Regions from separate parts of the Sus scrofa genome. Here region 1 is linked to region 2. The links are chromatin contacts, called in public HiChIP or PLAC-seq maps. All regions are on one chromosome and are shown on one strand. The core of a region is the stretch at or near the end of the contact, and the rest is flanking DNA. Distances in the headings are between cores, read along the strand shown.

Region 1 (2,700 bases), core at 58-2,557, 97 kb before region 2:
GCTTGGTTAGTTGCTTAGTGTGATTTTATTTGGTGTTTAACACAAAAACCTCTTAATGAGACCATTTTATTTATGTATCTGTTTTCTGGCCACACCTGTGGCATGTGGAAGTTTCTGGGCCAGGGATTGAACCCATACCACAGCAGTGACCTGAGCTACAGCAGTGATAATGCCAGGTCCTTAACTGATAGGCCACCAGGGAAGTCCTTAATGGGACCATTTCAAAATAAAGGAAATGAAGAGATAGAGGTATATAGTAACTTGTCCAAGATTATACAGTGGGATTACAAAGAAAGGAATTTTGGCTTATGAATTCCAAAAGCTACAAACTAGCTGCTGTTACCTTTCAAGCTAATAGAAGCCTGAAGAATTCTCATTTCTGATTCAGCCTTTAAGCAAAACAGAGCTTCAGAAATAAAAATATCCTGCATAATAATGGGTGAGGAATCAAGAAAATATTCCACTTACTTTTTATTACACAAAGTTATATTGTTCTGTCCATAGACATTGTAATGAAAAATACAAGTCTCACATTATGCCTATGTTGAAATTTATTTAGGATTATAAAATTCATTTTTCTTTCATGATTGTTAATTTAGGTTGCATGAAAGCTACTCTAACATGCCTAGCAGATACAATATCTAAAGGCTCATCACAACATAGTATAAATATATATATAAAGTGCCATCCCAAATCTTAACATAAAGCTACCTTTGAATGAACAAAGTGCATCATACTGCACTTCAACGATGTTCAGCAGTTCTCAAATATTGAGTGTAACAGATAAGCTCGTTTGAATAATTTAAAACAGATTTTTACGCTGATGGCACATTGATTTATCCTCAATATACAAACTTCTCATGGCGTTCATTAAACCACCTAAAAACGCCCTAACAAATGGAAACTCTGTTACAATCTGTTAGCAGTGAAGAGCATGATATTTTATGTCCTTGGAAGTTTTCATTTGATTTCCTCCCAAAACATAAAAATGATATTACGAAAGCCTGAGCAAATAAATAAATGGACCTGAAATAGCCATATTTGCCAAAGCATTTCATTAGTGGACATCTCTCTTTATGTAAGTGATGCATTTAAGTAAGTGACGATCCTGTGTTGATAACTAATAAGCCATGCGGACTTGTCTCCAGCCTGTGTGTTGTCTTGTTTCTACAGAGTGTTATTGTAACCCTTTGGGCTCAGTCCATGATCGTTGTAATGGCTCAGGATTTTGTGAGTGTAAGACTGGAACGACAGGGCCTAAGTGTGATGAGTGTCTGCCAGGAAATTCCTGGCACTACGGCTGTCAACGTAAGTAACTCTGGGAGCTGCCCTCTGCCTGCTGCAGCATGGCTGATTCTGCTTGTTTAGGCCGGTGTGTGCAGCCTCTCAGAGCAGAAAAAGACCCAAACCGCTGACAAGCTTTAAAAACTACTTAATGCCCCAGCCTATGTAGAGGAGAGAGAGGAATCCATCAGCTGTCCAGCTGGCTCCTTTGAAGCCCATCTTCGTTCCCTCTGATGGCTGAAGCAACTTATATTGAAATATTGTATGCAGTTCCGTGGACCTGGCCAGACATAAATTAAATGGCACAATAGGGACCCAGCTTGGAAATCCTTACTGCAAAATGAAGGGTGATGTGTATGTGGTTAATATATTTCTTAAACTACCCTGGAGCTCCGGAGTTCATAAATTAAATGATATCTACATAACTTATTCCCACCCTTGTATCATACCCATCACTGAATCTGAACCAGAAACCTAAAGGTAATAAATCTAAGGGATATTTAAATGCCAGGATAAAATAAATGATGAAAATCAATATTGATTTTAAGCCTCCGAGGTTAGGCACCCGTGCAGTGAGCTTTAGACGATGCCATTTGGTTCAGCCTCATTTCTCTGAGGATTATCAGACATTCTTAAGAGCTTGTCAAGGCAGGTGGCATGTTGCTGTATTCAGAGAACAGAATTTTAAAAATCTGAGCAGAAACTTCCTTCTGTCATTCATAACCTTTTCTGATTTTTAATTCTGCACTAATTTTCCATTCTATCTTGTACACAGTCAGTTTAGTAATATTAAAGAGCCACCAGGCAGATCCTCTGGAGCAGCGCAGCTCAATAGAAAAATCACGCAAGCCACACACATAACTAAATGTTTTGTTACATTAAACAGTAAAAATAAATAGAACTGTGTTTTTAGCAACTTATGTAATCCCCAAAAAAGCCCTGAAATATTATCATCTCAACCTAGAATCAATGTTAAAATTATTAAAGATATATTTACATTTTTCCTACTGTCTTTGAAATCAGATGTTTAATGCTTACAGAACATCTCAATTAGGACTAGCCATATTGCACGGCTTAATAGACACATATGTCTGCCATATTGAACAGCACAGCTCTAGAGGTTTTTTGCTTACTTTTCACTTGAAACAAATGTCAGCAAGCAAGAACTATCTAAAGCCAATTTCTACCAAGGCTGTACAGAATATTTTACCTGCTACTTATGGAATGTATAGTTATCTGGAGGCTACAACTTCTACGTGTTATAAAGTCAGAGTGAAATTTACTCCATACAAATGCCATGGGCAGCAGTAAACTGCATTGGTAATTGAGAGATTTGCTATTGAGCAGACCAAGGTTAGGGTGAAATCTAGAGGCTAGAGGGGGGGCGCCTCCAGTCATGCTAAAGAGGAGCATTAA
Region 2 (2,890 bases), core at 381-2,880:
ACATTAGAAAAAAAAAGATTTGAATTACAATTTTTTTTTTCAGACATAGCATTATGGAATGAGTCCTAATTGGTACCAGCTGGATTGCCCCTTCCCACCACGGGAGGGCTCTTTAAAATGATGAGGAAAGCATTCAAATTTTTTTTTCATCAGTGAAAATCAAACATGTTTGAGATTTAGGCTGGCATTCTAGAATGTCATCTCCGTGGCACGGTGGAAGACTCACAGCTTCGGTCTCGGAGGTCAAGAGGTGAGTGAGGTTCAGAGGTCAGGAGGTAAGCGTGAGGTCGCTGTGGTGGGATCTGCTGGGTCCCTCAGTGTGCCTGACTCGTGCCCCATCTCAGCACCTACGACCTCGATCTCACTCATTTTCACCCTGTCCTATGGCTCTTAATCAGAAGCCCATACAGTTTTAAACCTTGGGTAAGGGTGATGATCTTAAGCACCCATCCTTGGCAGGGGCTGGACAATGAACAGGTCATGTCACACTCTGTGGCCTTCCTAAATATAACCCACATGAAAGTATGTTCCCAACATCCAAATGTAATTGTGTTTACCAGATAGTAAACACACACAGTGAATAATGAGATTTGGGTTTTTGTCTGAGATTGGTGAGACTGGGTTTTCTGCTCTCACTTTTTTGATGAGGGGAGTAGATTTAATTTTAAAATAATAAAACTAGTTGGCATCAAAGTAACTCTCCTTCCCAAAATAATTTCTGTGGCGGCTTAAGTACATGCGTGCAAATATTTTCATACGCCTCCTAACCCCCCCCACCCCCCGCCAGGTGTGGGCTGGAGTTAGTGTCTCTCTTCAAAGAAAAAGTGAGGGAAAGGGAAGAACAGTAACTTTATGGTGGAGAGACCTGGAAGGTACCACCGTTACCAAGTCAAGGTGAACATCAGGGTGACGTCATGGTGGTGGCAGGTGACGGGACGGTCACTTCGCCGCAGCCGCATTCTTCTCTAAAATCCCCAACCCCAGTCAGACAAACACGAATTGACGAACATGCCAGGAAATATCTGACCCGTACTCTTCGAAAGCGTACAGATTGTCAAGAGCAAGGAGTGGCTAAGAAAATATCACAGGTTGGAAAAACCAGCCCGCTGAATGCGAGGCGGCATCCTGAACAGGATCCTGGAGCAGGAAAAGGACAGTAGTGGAAGCAGTAGTGGAATGTGAATAAAATCTGTCCCAATGGGAATGTCTGTGTTTTGAAAAAGCTACCAGGACTGTGTCACGTGTGAGGGGAAAGGGATATGGGAACTATCTTTGCATCTCTTCTGTAGATCTCAAATGATTTCAAAATTAAAAGTTAAAAATATAACAAGGCTAGGGACCATTTATAAAGACGCCAAGCCATCCTTTTGCCAACAGTAATCATGCACCTAGGCAGCTATTACGTGAGGGCTTTGCCGTCAATCTTTACAGACATGAGAGCGCTCAACACTGGAGAGTCTCATTTTGACCATCTCCCATGAGAACATCGCATCCTAGGGAGACCTGCATTCACCCCCTGCTCGGGAGAGAGAGGAGCTGAGACAGGAAGTCTGCTCTCCGCAGGCTCCGCCTGGCCCCATTGTTGTGCCCCTCTTGCTGGCCACGCCGCTCACATTCGCCGCACCTGTCCTGTGGCTGCCCCCTAGCGAGGAGAGGGCGCAACCGAATATTCAGCCCTTTTCTCTCTTCCCAGTGAGCCCAACCAGCCAATCTGCTTCTTTCTCCATTTGTCATAAACCCAAGACAAGGACATTTTAAATCCATTTTTGCTTGCTTTTGGTTTTTTTCCTCCCAGAATGAAGAGCGCTCTTTTACCTCTAAGGGCTTATGTTCCATTATTTCATTGGCATTGATTTCTTTGCCACATAGCCCAGCTTATTTCAAAAGCATGAAATCTGTCCTCACTATACATTGCCACTGGAGTTTATTTTCCATACTAGTTCCCAGGCATAGCTGCTGCTTTTTTTTTTTTTTTTTTTTTTTTTTTTTTTTGACGAAGGAGTCTGCCAGTACAGCAACCTTGCTCACAACCTATTTCGGGATGATATCTGACCCAGGAGGTTTGCATTTTGGCTCAGCTGTTGCTGGTACTGACATCACACAAGATTCCTCTGTGAGCAAAAGCCCTCCCATCCCCCTGCAGCCTGCAAAGGGCGTGGATTGAATAGATAAGAACGGCAACAATGGGCATCCAGTATCTTCAGGGCACCCTGCCTTTGGAAACCGCTGGCATTTCATCTTTATGAACATATGCAAATATTCATTGGGGAGATTTTGATGAAGAGATGATGAAAACAGTGAACAAAACAAAGGCGAACCTGGGTCAGACATTTGGCCCTGAGGCAAGAGGAAAAGGATGGGAAGAGATCCATTGAGTGTGGTTCCCTAGTCTCCAGAAACTGGAAAGCCATTGGGAAGAAAGAGGATTGACCCCAAAGAACCATACCTGTGGGAACCCAGTGGAGACTCACATGAGTTCTCAGGAGCTCTGCTTTTTTTTTTTTAAAATGGAGACACAGGGCATGTTTAGAAGTGAGACTCATGAGGAACTGTGGGCTGACCTGGGAGATGAGGTCCTTGCTGACAACGTCCACTCAGCCATGCACACGTGAGGGACTCCTTGTCTCCAGTTCAGCAAGATGGTGGTGCCTGTATGATCTAAAATGGAAACTTGCTCCAAAAACAAAACCACATTTCTCTTACTTATTTACATGCTCAGTGTACAAATGGCATTTTAACAAAATTTTTTAAAAATCAGCATCATTCAGCAAATCAACTCTGTTTACTCCAGTGCCCCTTCTAGGAGTGTTTTTCGTATGATCATTTTTTTACAAAATTGTAGTCACAGCATAAATAGATTTTTTAATTTTGTTGTTTAAGTGGCAAAGCT

The links. HiChIP or PLAC-seq counts read pairs in DNA pulled down with a chosen protein or histone mark.
Region 1: an H3K27ac HiChIP or PLAC-seq map of skeletal muscle shows a contact between it and region 2, with 4 times the contacts expected there. The contact joins two enhancer-like sites. A contact is called at or near these places in 9 of 47 Hi-C or Micro-C datasets (embryonic fibroblasts, epiblast stem cells, fetal heart ventricle and 4 more) and 1 of 2 datasets of contacts at active chromatin or transcription factors (skeletal muscle).

What each region holds. Positions count from the first base shown.
Region 1 is chr4:112,331,883-112,334,582 of Sscrofa11.1, reverse strand. NTNG1 (netrin-G1) reads left to right here. Exons shown (of 8, transcript XM_021090114.1): 7 at 1,174-1,308. Among named protein-coding and RNA genes, the nearest start is that of NTNG1, 280 kb to the left of the region's middle. Within about 2 kb of position 1,307, at least 4 of the 83 cell types and tissues checked have an H3K27ac peak or open chromatin away from gene starts, as enhancers often do. A contact at or near this core is called in skeletal muscle, where this site is marked.
Region 2 is chr4:112,234,726-112,237,615 of Sscrofa11.1, reverse strand. No RefSeq gene overlaps it. Among named protein-coding and RNA genes, the nearest start is that of NTNG1, 380 kb to the left of the region's middle. Within about 2 kb of position 1,630, at least 2 of the 83 cell types and tissues checked have an H3K27ac peak or open chromatin away from gene starts, as enhancers often do. A contact at or near this core is called in skeletal muscle, where this site is marked.